Linked DNA regions of Anas platyrhynchos: all the other regions are linked to region 2. The links are chromatin contacts, called in public Hi-C maps. All regions are on one chromosome and are shown on one strand. Each heading gives the region's core, a stretch centred on a gene start, on an enhancer-like site or on the middle of the called end of the contact. The rest is flanking DNA. Distances are from core to core; before and after follow the strand shown. Region 1 overlaps TMCC1 (transmembrane and coiled-coil domain family 1). Region 2 overlaps TMCC1 (transmembrane and coiled-coil domain family 1). Region 3 overlaps TMCC1 (transmembrane and coiled-coil domain family 1).

Region 1 (3,701 bases), core at 294-2,793, 98 kb before region 2:
CCCGGGGGCACGGCCGCGGTGTCCCTGCACGGGGCGCTGCGCCCGGGCCCCGTCACCGCCTGCCCGCTGCCTGCTTATTCGCGAGAAGCAAAAAGGTCCGTCAAGAGCACGTTCTGGGAAGCAACGTAACGGCAGCCCCTGGGAGGCCTGCAGGAGCACCTGCATCGCACCCCGCACCGCGCCGCCCCTCCGGCCAGCAGCACCCGGGGCTGCTGTTCCCTTGAAGACGTTTCCATGGCGAGCCGTGCCCTCCTATGAGCCCCGCCGTGCCTCGTGATCCCCCAGGCAGCAGGATGTCCGTTTCCAAAATGCCCACTCAGCTCTCAGGGTGTGCCCGAGGGCGGATGACCGTGCTTCCTGCTGCCCGGCCCCCTCCCTGAGCAAACAGAGAGCTCTCGCTCCCTCCGATCTCACCCACAGCCCGCTCAGCTGGCTGCTATGGCACTTAAATGCAAGCCTGGAGGGGAGCTGTGCTGACCCGGAGCTTGCATTCACATCCAGGAGCTGGAGAAACGCGCAGGGGAGGTGCAGGCGCGGCAGCAGTGCCCGAACCTGCTGGCAATGGGGTGCTGAGCGAGCATGTGGAGAGCCACTGCGGTGTCTGCATCGCACTCAGCTGCTTCACTGAGCTCCTACTCCCTCATCAGGGGTAGCGTTAGGCATCAGAATTCCCTAAACAATGAAGTTGGAGACAGGGATGTCCTTGAAGTTGTCACTGCAGATACTGATATTTAACCCTTTAAGGGTTAAGTGCTTTAGTGTGTGTAGCAAAGCAAGTTGAACATCAGCTGCACGCAGGTAACTCTACAGGGAAACCTGCGATGGGGAGGGAGGCTGAAAACCACCAGAGCTTTCCGTCCTCTTCTTGCTTTGCTCCTCAGGCAGCGTCTCCTATTCTGCTTCAGCATAACCTGTTTTGCCCCTTTGGCACAGGCCTGGTACAAGGTGTGAAAGGCAGAGCACGTGGACTCTTATTCCTAAGGTCAAAGGGAATCTTGTTAAGGACGTAACACCTCAAGAAAGCTGGTTTGACCAGGGGTGTTCCACTGCATACTAGCTCAGGCAGCAGAGAACCCACTTCCTTACGTTTCTGGTGACCTCTGAAGTCAGTGTGGGAGATTTCAATGGAAGCCAACAAACCACTAACCAACTCTTTAAAGGAGAAAGTGGACTTTCTGCTTGTTAAGGAACAACTTGAAGACACGTCTTGTCGTAGAGCACTGTTTGTTTGCCCAAATTTCGGCAATCAACACATCATGTTTCCATTTGACCTGAAGGAGTGTATACTCCAGTGAGACAAGTCAGCTGTTCCTCCACCTCCATGGTGCAACCCAGCATAGCTGTACCCTTGCTACAGCCTTGTTTGTCTCCAGGGACCTGGGTGGAGCTATCAAACCACTTCCCACATACCAACCAAAAGCTGAGTAATGACTCCTAATCCTCTAAATGGTGGGATTAAAACTGTTGGCTTGGATGTAGAAGGCCACCCTTGGTCTTTATGCCCTCTTGTTGATCCTGAGCCACATGCAGCAACCACAGTCAGCCCAACCAGCCCCTATCAGGTGACCCTCAAAAGAATGCAGACACATTAAACCTCACAAGCAACACCCACGTCCTATCCTGAGTCAGTTCTAGCAAAAGCAGGCCCATGCACTTGCTTCATCCATAACCTGCTGGAATTTGCCTTGAAAACAGTTGTTTTTGCGTTTTCATCTTTTTGTATCTTTTGCAGCATTTGTGTCTTTCTGTGAAAACGTAAAAATCTCCTTCCCTTAAAGTTTTTGCCATTCCCTTCTTGGTTCTTTGCTCTCAAGGCCAGCTCACCAAAACCAAGAGGAATGAGTGTTTCCTCTGTATCAGTGAGAAATCTGCCCACTCCCAGCTCGTACAAATACTAAAGAATTGAAAAAGTCTGCAAAACTTGGTAGACAAAATATTTATACTCACAGTGGTGGTCCAACCAACACCATAACGCTCTCTGACCTTTACTCAGCACAAGAGGGAATGGGTTGCTGGTTAGTGACTGCAGTCCTACCAGCTGAATTTTTCCTCTTCAAAGCTGAGCTGGGGCCAGGACCTGCTCCATGACAAGCTCCACGTGAGAAATGCAGGTGGCTAGAAATGCACCCTCCTTTGCATGTGCAGCCCAGCACTGAGCTGATCCTGCAAGCCCAGTAAGGAAGAAGGCCGAAGATGTGAGAGCCAGCAGCAGGGCCATCTCCGCTGGGGCAATCTGCGTTACAGACAGGACCAGCTCCTTCTTCAAAGACAGCTCTCGGGCAAGTCATTTCATCGAATTGTGCCCACCGTCCAGCTGAGGCTTACAGCACTGCAGGTCAGGAGAGCAAACAAACCCTGTGACATGCACATGGTACAGACTGGTCAGATACCTGTGGGAACAGCAGTGACCCCCGTCCAGGGGCTGCCCCAGGCTGTGGGAGTATCAGGGGACCGGAACAAAAGGGATGAAAATAATGCAGTGATGTTCCTCCTTCTCCTCCACACCAAACAGCCAATTTATTCTCACCAGGGCCAGGTGGTGTATGGCTGCACATGGGATGAAGTTTGATAACCGGATTTATGGAGACCTTGCTCAAATTTGAAGCTCTCAGAGCTCAGCACACTTTTTACACCCTCCCTCTTTTTTCTTGATCCCCTCCTTTAGCACCCATGGAAACATGCAAATTAGGCCAGTGTTAATAGCTGAGGTCTTTATTTAAATTTTTTTATATACAGTAAAAGTGTTGCAGATAAATCTGCAACAAACATACAAGACAAATGTAAATCTCTCTCAACAATTAGCAGCTTAAGATCTATAAACTACAGTGTTACGTTCACAAGTGTCATTTCTGTACTTTTCAATCCGTGCAAGTGAGTTTTTCTGTTTATTTTTTACACTTTTAAAACACACTTACAGCTAAGTCAATTGCCTACTACTATACCACCTGGCATACACAACACAGACACACGGGGTTTTAAACTCTTTAGCCACATTCAGAATTCACTTAACTGGTAAAACTACCCAATCTCGAACCCCTTTGTAGCTTGGCTTCTTTTGTTACAATGCTGCCTTTTTGTTTAATTTAAAAAATGCATATTTTTCAAAGCTGAAAGACAGTGCTTTTCTGTCCCAGTGCAACATGTACAGAACTCAACATTTCATCTGATCAGACCTTAAAAACTCACAGGACTGGAATAAACCAATGAAATAATTGCTGTGAGCATGCTCAGAATCATTAAACTAAACTAATGAGGCTGAGAGGAAAGAGAACTTCGTAAAATTAAAAACGTTTTTTGTTTTTTGCATCAGTTTTTTTTTTTCTTTTTTACATTGACAAAGCAAATAGGGGACAACAGATGAACCACAGAATTTCACTGAGGAGCTGTTGCTTTTTTAACATAGTCCATTATATTCTTCCCTTTTTATATGCCAAGTTGATATGTTCTAAACATATCTAAGCAATTTCAGAATTGTTTCAACTCTGAATATGAAATGTTTTGGGAAACATTCTGCTACTCAGAGATGGTCACTAAAAAGTTTACATCCATAAGGAAGGCTAATAAAAGGTACTCACACATGCACACTCGCATCCATGGTGGAAACTGTCTTCGACATGTCATCCAGGAATGCTTCATCAAGAAATCAAACAAAACCACTTACAAGCAAAGGGAGCTTTAAAGCTAGAATCACATTTCCAACA
Region 2 (3,979 bases), core at 600-3,099:
AGAAATTTGAGAGGGGTAGAATTTAAACCCTGTTTTTCTCAGAAGCCAGCTATTGGAGAGAAAATTCCCTTATAAAACAATGGAGTAAATTTTATTAAAACTGTCAAATTACAAAATGCTAGAAGGATTTTACAGCCAAGAAACAGCAGGCAGTAAAGTGCTTTAAGGGAAATCTTTTCAGGCTAAATCCCAGAAGTCCAAGAATGGTAACAGAGATTTGCTTTGAAATTCCTCAGGAGTGGTTCCTCATCAGGGACTTGCTTAGTCCTAGGTACGTGTATGAACAGCTCACAAAATCCAAGATCAGAAATTGTTCTTGCACTGATGTGCATAGAGCCATGCCACATTACTGTACTAGTGAGACAGCGGTTTGTATTTCAACAATGAGTTTCAAACCAAGCTCCAGGTATCGTAACACTTCTGTGTTTCAGGCTGGGCTGAGCATTGCATCAAAAATGCATGACTGCTCACAAGGCATCTGCAGGCAACAGTGAGAATGAGGTGCACCCAGTTACAACACCAGCACGAAATCAAAATGTGTGCTGCAAAATGTGCAGCACTTACTGTACCGCAGTGAGATTCCTTCACTGTGTTGTAAGCAAACAGACTTCCAATAAACTCTGCTTCCTGGCTTGCTTCCATAGATCTCAAAGTCAGCAGCTACCTTCAGTTGCAGAAAGCATTCTCTCAAGGTCTCCTTCACTCTTGTTCCTCATGGCTCAAGCAGCAGAGCACAGCCTCCCAAAGAGCAGGAGAAAACAACCCCTTCATTGCCAAACAGACTCGGCTCCAACCTCTACGTCTAAGGAGCAGAAAGGGACAGCTATGCCAAGTTGGCTCTGAATGACTACTATGGCTTGAAATGTCTTCAAAAGGTACAACCCATCCAGCTTCAGTACAGCAGAAACATTCCCAAGCTGGGATGTATTAGAGCAATAGAGTATCCCCGGTTGGGTATTAAAGGGTCTACAATTTGATTTTCTGGCTCTTGTGACTAAATTGTTGCAGCTACGCTATAGTGTTGCAGAAATACTAGGGAGCCTTCAATGAAATTACAGCTTGTTATAACTTGAAGGGTGCACTTTACTCTCAGGATAATGGTGTAATGCAATAATGTGATGAAAAATAATGCACTTTCATTTGCAAAGTGCTCTGTCTGTTTTAAGTGCTCCAATCCACCCTAGGAAGTTAATAAAGCAAAAATAATGAATGCAAATAGTAATTAAAAAATAAGCCTTTTCCACGTGCCATTTCCAAGCAAGTCAGCCTCAAATCAATGCTATTGAGCTAGATAAATATGTCCAACCTTCTCTGCAGATGAGATGCTATATTAAAAAAAAATGTGATTTTGAGCTGAAGGGAAGTTTGAGTTTTTCACAAAGACTAATAATACTTGTGGCTCACCACCTTTGGGGCCCCTTGACAGACTCTCTCCAGCATGTCCACGTCTCTCTTGTCCTGGGGAGCCCAGAACTGGACCCAACACTCCTGCTGTGGCCTCACCAGTGCTGAGCAGAGGGGCAGGCTCACATCCCTCGACCTGCTGCCGATACTTTGCCTGCTGCAGCCCAGGATGACACGAGCCTTCTTTGCGGCAAGGACACGCTGCTGCCCCAGGTTCAGCTTGGTGTCTGCCAGGATCCCCAGGTCCTTTTCTGCAGAGCTGCTTTCCAGCTGTTCAGCCCCCATCATTTACTAGTGAATGGGGCTGTTCTTCCCCAGGCGCAGGACTTTGCAGTTCTCCTTGTTGAGGTGCCTGTCTGCTCATTTTTCCAGGCTGTCTGGATGGCAGCACAGCCCTGTGGTGTACCAGCCACTTCCGCCAGTTTTGTGTCATCTGCAAACTTGCTGTTTGCCTCCCTGGTCATCTGGCACCCTGCCGACCAGCCCTGTTTTTGCCTACAGCACTGCAGGAAATCTCATGCCCTTCTCACTCTGATTCAGGATTTCCTAATTTTTTAAAGGCCTTTCACCCAGCCAAATCCAAACTCTGCAAAATCTGCGTAGAATACTAAGAGCTGATAGAGCACTTCCCATGTCGGTGGGTCCACTCCCAACTGAATCGCATTACACCAGTCAAGGCAGGGGGAGAGGGCTTCCCAAATTTCCAGGCATAGGGAGTTTGAAGCTCAGAGGACAGGGGCCCAGTCCAGCACAATGTTCAGCATCATGGCTCCCCTGAGGGAACACATCTAATCCCTTCTGCTGATCTGAACTACACCTCGCAGTGTATGCCTGTACATTTGCTCTTATTTCTTGAAGAGATTGCTGGTGCTTCCCAGCAGTGTTCAGAGAACCAGGATAAAACTCTGGACATTTTTGTTTCCCCTTGGTGAGGCATAGCTGCTGCAAGAGGCGTGTGAGCATAACAAACTGATGGGGTGCATTCTTCTGGTTTTTAAGCCAGCAGTGCCACCTGCCGCTCCTGGCAGCCCGCTGCAGTTGGGCTGGCACAGGAGCCCCTCCAGCAGCCCTGGGCAGTGCCCGCCGGCCGTTCCCTCCCCTCACAGTCGGGCCTCAGGTGCCGAGGGCAGCCCGGACACAGCTCCCACCGCCCCGCTGGGCCCTGCAGCCCAGCAGCTCCCCCGCCCCCCTGCCCCAGCCATGGGGGGTTTCATGCTGCGGCCGCTGGCCGGCTGGCTCGTGGCACCTTGTGCAGCAGCCGCTGGCAGGGGAGCTCCCAGCACCTGTGCTCCAGGAGAGCGCGGGGTCCTCAGGCGTCATGGTGCACATGGCAAAGCCAAGCCTTGGAGCTGCGTACAAAAGCTGTGGCGCTGGCCTGACCTGCAAGCCCACCGGTGCTTGGCAGAACAAATTCTATGTCCACTCCACAAATACCTATAAACCAAACCTAAGGTAATTCAGTATTTCAAACCCAGCGGTTCAAAATGAGCTGGTAATGGCCACACAGCAAGTGGATGTGCACCCAAAACTCCCATCCTCCCAGTCCAGAATGCACCCAGGAATCAATCCAGGGGTGCAGATGTGCATACTGGTGTGTGCTGCACCCTGCAGTTAGCCTGAAACAGGGCAGGCTGTGGATGTGGAGGCTGTGGTTGCCACCTGCTTTGCCACATTGCTGAATGCAGTAAGGAGAAGTGCAGACCTTTGAGCAGGTTTTAAGCCCAATTTGAAGAGGGCAAGCCTGCCTGCATTGCTGTAACAGTGGTGGTCTGTCCTCTGTCTGGGAGGTCTGTTAGGTGGTTGCGCCAAGGGGCAGTACTACCCAGGCCCAGTGGCCCAAAGGTGCTCTGTGCCAGCCCCTGCTGCGGTGTAGAGCCATGGCGTGTGGTACCATGCAATGCAGTGCAGGATGGTGCCGTGTCCTGCAGTGCAGTGAGGCACAGTGCGGCGAGGTGCCATGCCCTGCAGTGCCATGCGGTGAAGCGTGGTGCAGTGAGGTACGGTGCTGTGCTGGACTGTGCTGTGCAAGCAGCATCTGTGTGAGCTCACACAGGAGGGAAGGAGGGGGACGTGGACCAACTTTTCAAATACTTACAAGATAACTGGACTGTCCAAGCTAAGGTAGCCGGGCAAAGGTGATTCACAGGAACACTGTGGATAAAGCTTCCCTTTGGGTTCTCTCTGTTCTGTCCATCAGGGAGGTGCTGCTGGGAAAACAGGTAGACTCCTCATATCTAGGTGCTTTTCTGCAAGCTGGGTGCCTGTGTGGAGTCTGCCCCAAACACACACATGCTGGAAAATCTTCCACACAAATAAATCCCCAGTGAACAAGGAAAAGCTAAAAAAAGCAAAATGTCTCATTTCTCTGTAGTCATTTTAGTGTCCAGAGAAGCGATGTAACATTGTAGTGTCCATGAGAAGCTCACAATCAAGGTTATTAACAGTGAAGTTTACAAGCTGGGTGTGCTGGAAATCCTCTTCTAGCAAGCACAAATCCAGTTACATTTTTACGTGACGAAGTCCTCCTGCTATACGCAGGCTTTATATAGACCAGCCAACCTCATGTAATCATTGT
Region 3 (3,981 bases), core at 1,433-3,932, 64 kb before region 2:
TCCCCTGGGGTGGAAGGCGATGGAGGGTCTGAGCACCCAGGCTCGCCTGCAGGTCTTCGCTGCTCTGGGCGCTCACCCCACACACGTCCTCCAGGCCTCCGATGGCGAGTCCTTCCTAACTGTGCTGGCAGCAAAGGGGGGGCAACGAAGGGTAGCCCATTTGCTTTCTACAGCATTTCTTTCCTGAAGTTACTTGGTAAAACTGGAGGGAGGAGGGGCAGAAAAAGAAAAAAAAAGAAAAAATGCACATGAGCTTTGATGCGGCTTAAAAACTCCTGGAGATTAGGGGGTCATACGACCCTTGTAACAAGATGAGGACTCTTTCCAAGACTGCTTGAAACCAAGAATATTAGGGAAGAAATAACATGGAAGCTAGCTCTATCTGGTGAAATGTGAATGTTGCAAATATTAAATAATATAAAATATGAAGTAAGAGGGCGAGAAACTGGAAGAAAATTTAAAAAACAATTGGCAACCATACCCTTCCTGTGCTGTTCCCTGAGCTGGTGCTCAGGCTGTGAAGAAAAGGTGACCTCCACTCCCTCCTCCTAATCTGGAGTATTTCATAACCTCCACTCCCTCCTCCTAAACTAGAGTATTTCATATATGTGAAATATCTGTGAACACCTGAGGTGCCCATCTAAGTGGTAAGAAAGTGAGCTTTAGCAAGCTCCTCACAGCAAGAACTTAAGAGCACGTTATACCAGTAAAATTGGGAAAACGAGGTCACAAGTAGCAGTTACAGGGGGGAAGAATCTTAAAAAGAGCATAGGAGCCTACAGAGGCAGAATACAATTAGCAGAAAAAAACTAGGCCAGCACCCTAGGAGGACATCCCTAATGTGGCTCCGAGTCCTCAGCAGACACAAACAGCGGGGAACTCAGCATAGTCTCACTGCAAAAACTGCACCAGGCGCTGTGGGGGCACAGCACAGCCAGGCAGATGTGTGGCCACGCACCTGCTGCCCTTCTCCTCCACCTTCCTGCTGCGCAGGAGGGCTCAGGAGCTGCTTATCTGGTGAGACTTCCTGGAACTGCACAAACGCTCCTGCTGCAGGCCACAGATAACCAAAACGTCAGGGGCAGGGGAAAAACAGGATTAACCCGCTCAGGGCTGAAACCAAATATTTCAGAAGATGCAGCTGAATGCCAGTGCTGCAGATGCATCAGGTGTGCTGAGTAGTACTTCACATTACTCCAGGCCCACAGTACTGTGGGCAAGTTTAAGAGAAAAATCAGATTCACAATTTGCTAATTTATTACACGATTTATCTTTGCACTATCAGCCTTGAGTCACTGCTGTCTGTAAAGCTTTATGGTTTGGATTACTAAACTTCATTGCTCACCTCTGAGGCCACTGCATATAAACACCCTGGAATACGAGGTCCAACTGACACGTGGCATGAGGCAAGTGGGAAAAGAAAGCACATGCTCAAAACCTGCTTGCTACTGCTGAAACCATATCCTTATCAGAGCTTAACCTGGTACGGCCTTCATCTGCAGGAGAAAGGAGATTACTCCATTTAATACTGAGTTACATAAAATCAAAGAGAAACGGTTGGAGAAATAGAGAGTGGGCTCTGCATTCAGCAACTGCAAATCAGAAGCCTCAGCAACCATGGCAAAGTAAATGTATAGTTGTATTTTTCTATTTTTGAAATCCAGTACTGAAACTAGTCATCAATCTAAATCCTATTTTTGGAGTATTTGTTCAGACACAGGCTTTATACTTGCATTGACCCTACTTCTTAATGATTCAGGAAGGGCTACTAAGAGGCCAACCTAGCACTGCACACAGAACATCAATAAAAGTAGAATGAGTTGGGGTATCAGCTCCCTTCACACTTCCTGGGTACATACAAGGCTCATGAGATCCAGATCTGCTTTGAGCCTCCTGAGTCAGGCTCTCCACAGGAAGGATGACAGGTAAGGGGAGGAAAAATTACAAGGCAGTGAAGTGGAGTTGGTATCAGCACATCAAATTACACACATTACACTGGATTTCTGGAGACAGCAGATGACCAAGTTACAGATGAAAAAATTTCAGACTCCACCTTCTCTGATGCCCAAGTAATTTCATCTCTGCTGCATTCAATGCAGACGAACTGATCACAAACATTGTGGTTAGAAGTCTTTCAGTTCCATACATAGACACAAGAGCGGGGCAAACACACTCCTGCAAAACTGCATGACTAAGACAGATTTGATTAAAGATGGGGCTAGACTACTAGAAATTCAACTTCCAGGTATGTAAGCACTGCTATGATACAACTTCTGTCTGTATGCATCTGGAAATGTTTCACAGTTCAAAGTATAATCATAAAGAGGGAGAACTGAGTTGTGTTAGGGAAAAAAATCCACCCCTGACTGGTCTCAAAAGAGGCACTTTAATAGGCATAAAGCTCACAAATTCTGAATTTTAATTAGGAAAAGCCAGCTGAAGAACCTGCTTCTGTCACTCCCAACAGCTTCAAGACCATAACTTTGGAGAATCTCTGCTAAATGCGAGCATTGGGCAGCTGTTCACACATGGATGATGCAGCTTCAGCCCCCCCAGCAAGGAAAGAGGAGCCACACAATTGCCTGGCACATGGGAGCATGCAGCGTGGTGCTTGGGAAGGGCTGCAGAGGCCAGGCCACCATTGGTGACCCCCAGCAGGCAGAGACAAACCCAGAGGCGTGTGCGGAAAGCAGGGGGGCGTGCACAAGTGCACAGGAATGAAGGAAGGGGAGTGCGTGCACACAGTGCCTGTATGGGAGGAAGGAAGGGAGGAGAGAAGCAAGGGCACAATTGATTTTTAAAACCTGAAGAAAACAGAAGGACTTGCTCAGCAGCCAACACTTTTTAAGCAAGTATTACTTCCAGCTGTTTGTGCATGGATGCTTATTTATCATTTTCTTAAATCCTGATACTTGCAGGAGCGATAGTTCTTCTTAATTAACTTGATTTCTTCATCATCTCCTTTTTGTGCCTGACTAAATCTGGTGGTTGTACACTGTGCATACTTATTTGTATTCAAGCTAAACATAACATGAGTCGATACCAGAATATGTCTGGACTGTATAGTGCATACATTAGTTTCATCCAGTTGCAATTGAAAAATAGTAAAATGACCACAAACTTTGTTGTGTTTTTCAAATTAATTATCTGTATTATTTAGTGTGGCTTTTCTGTCAGTTCAAGACAAGAGGTATGTGTCCACAACTAACACACAGATTTAGCACACAGACTAAAAACAAAGCTCTTCAAAATTGGCAAACATTGCCAGATTTCAACGGTGCCTGCACACACAACGTAGGGGAATTTATTTTCAGAAAGAACGTTTTCTTTCTGAAGTCCTGAAGAATTCACAATTCTCCTGATCTGCTTGAAAAGTAAGAGGCTTTCTTCTAACTAAACTAGGAAATCCCTTCTACGTAAATCCAAAAATCACTGTACATTTATAAAAGTACAAGACATCTGCTTTACAGTGTATTTAAACATAACTACAGCTCCAAAAGACTGTTTAAATAGACAGCAGACAGGAAGATGTTCCAGCAGTTTAACTCCCTAACCGAAACATGGGCTCCCTAGAAATAGCGATCTGAGGAACTCTCTTTTATCTCTTACTAACATTGCAAACCTTATTCTTGGTGTGGCACTTGAATCCATCATCAAAAATTGTAATCGCTCTCTTTTCATTAGCTCTGTTCCTGAAGAATGGTTCAGTTTGGGGCTTTTTGTAAGTCAGGGATCCTTAGCTTGGCAGGAAGCTACAATAGACACATGGCTCAGCTCTTAAAAATGTTCCAACTTAGTTTATGAAGTGCTGTGTGACACAGTGATGAACAGTGAAGTTTTCCTATCTTACAGCCTCTACAGCGGCTAGGACTGCTGGGGTTGCATCTTTGCTTATTTGCAGGTTCTGGTTTTCTGAGTACAGTTTTCCTTGTACAAAGGGGTAGAGATGCATTGGAGTTACCAGCCGGATAAAACAGGGTA

Evidence for each region. Hi-C and Micro-C count contacts between places; a contact is called where the count stands out from the background.
Region 1: a Hi-C map of subcutaneous adipose tissue shows a contact between it and region 2, with 2.5 times the contacts expected there. The contact joins two enhancer-like sites. A contact is called at or near these places in 4 of 8 Hi-C or Micro-C datasets (F5 follicle, liver, skeletal muscle and 1 more).
Region 3: a Hi-C map of F5 follicle shows a contact between it and region 2, with 1.8 times the contacts expected there. The contact joins two enhancer-like sites. A contact is called at or near these places in 2 of 8 Hi-C or Micro-C datasets (F5 follicle and skeletal muscle).

The regions. Positions count from the first base shown.
Region 1 is chr13:510,518-514,218 of IASCAAS_PekinDuck_T2T, reverse strand. TMCC1 (transmembrane and coiled-coil domain family 1) reads right to left here. Exons shown (of 10, transcript XM_072044563.1): 10 at 2,697-3,701. Among named protein-coding and RNA genes, the nearest start is that of PLXND1, 18 kb to the left of the region's middle. Within about 2 kb of position 1,543, at least 6 of the 8 cell types and tissues checked have an H3K27ac peak or open chromatin away from gene starts, as enhancers often do. A contact at or near this core is called in subcutaneous adipose tissue, where this site is marked.
Region 2 is chr13:412,636-416,614 of IASCAAS_PekinDuck_T2T, reverse strand. The region is part of intron 4 of TMCC1 (transmembrane and coiled-coil domain family 1); the gene reads right to left. Among named protein-coding and RNA genes, the nearest start is that of TRH, 19 kb to the right of the region's middle. Within about 2 kb of position 1,849, at least 3 of the 8 cell types and tissues checked have an H3K27ac peak or open chromatin away from gene starts, as enhancers often do. A contact at or near this core is called in subcutaneous adipose tissue, where this site is marked.
Region 3 is chr13:477,587-481,567 of IASCAAS_PekinDuck_T2T, reverse strand. The region is part of intron 7 of TMCC1 (transmembrane and coiled-coil domain family 1); the gene reads right to left. Among named protein-coding and RNA genes, the nearest start is that of PLXND1, 51 kb to the left of the region's middle. Within about 2 kb of position 2,682, at least 1 of the 8 cell types and tissues checked has an H3K27ac peak or open chromatin away from gene starts, as enhancers often do.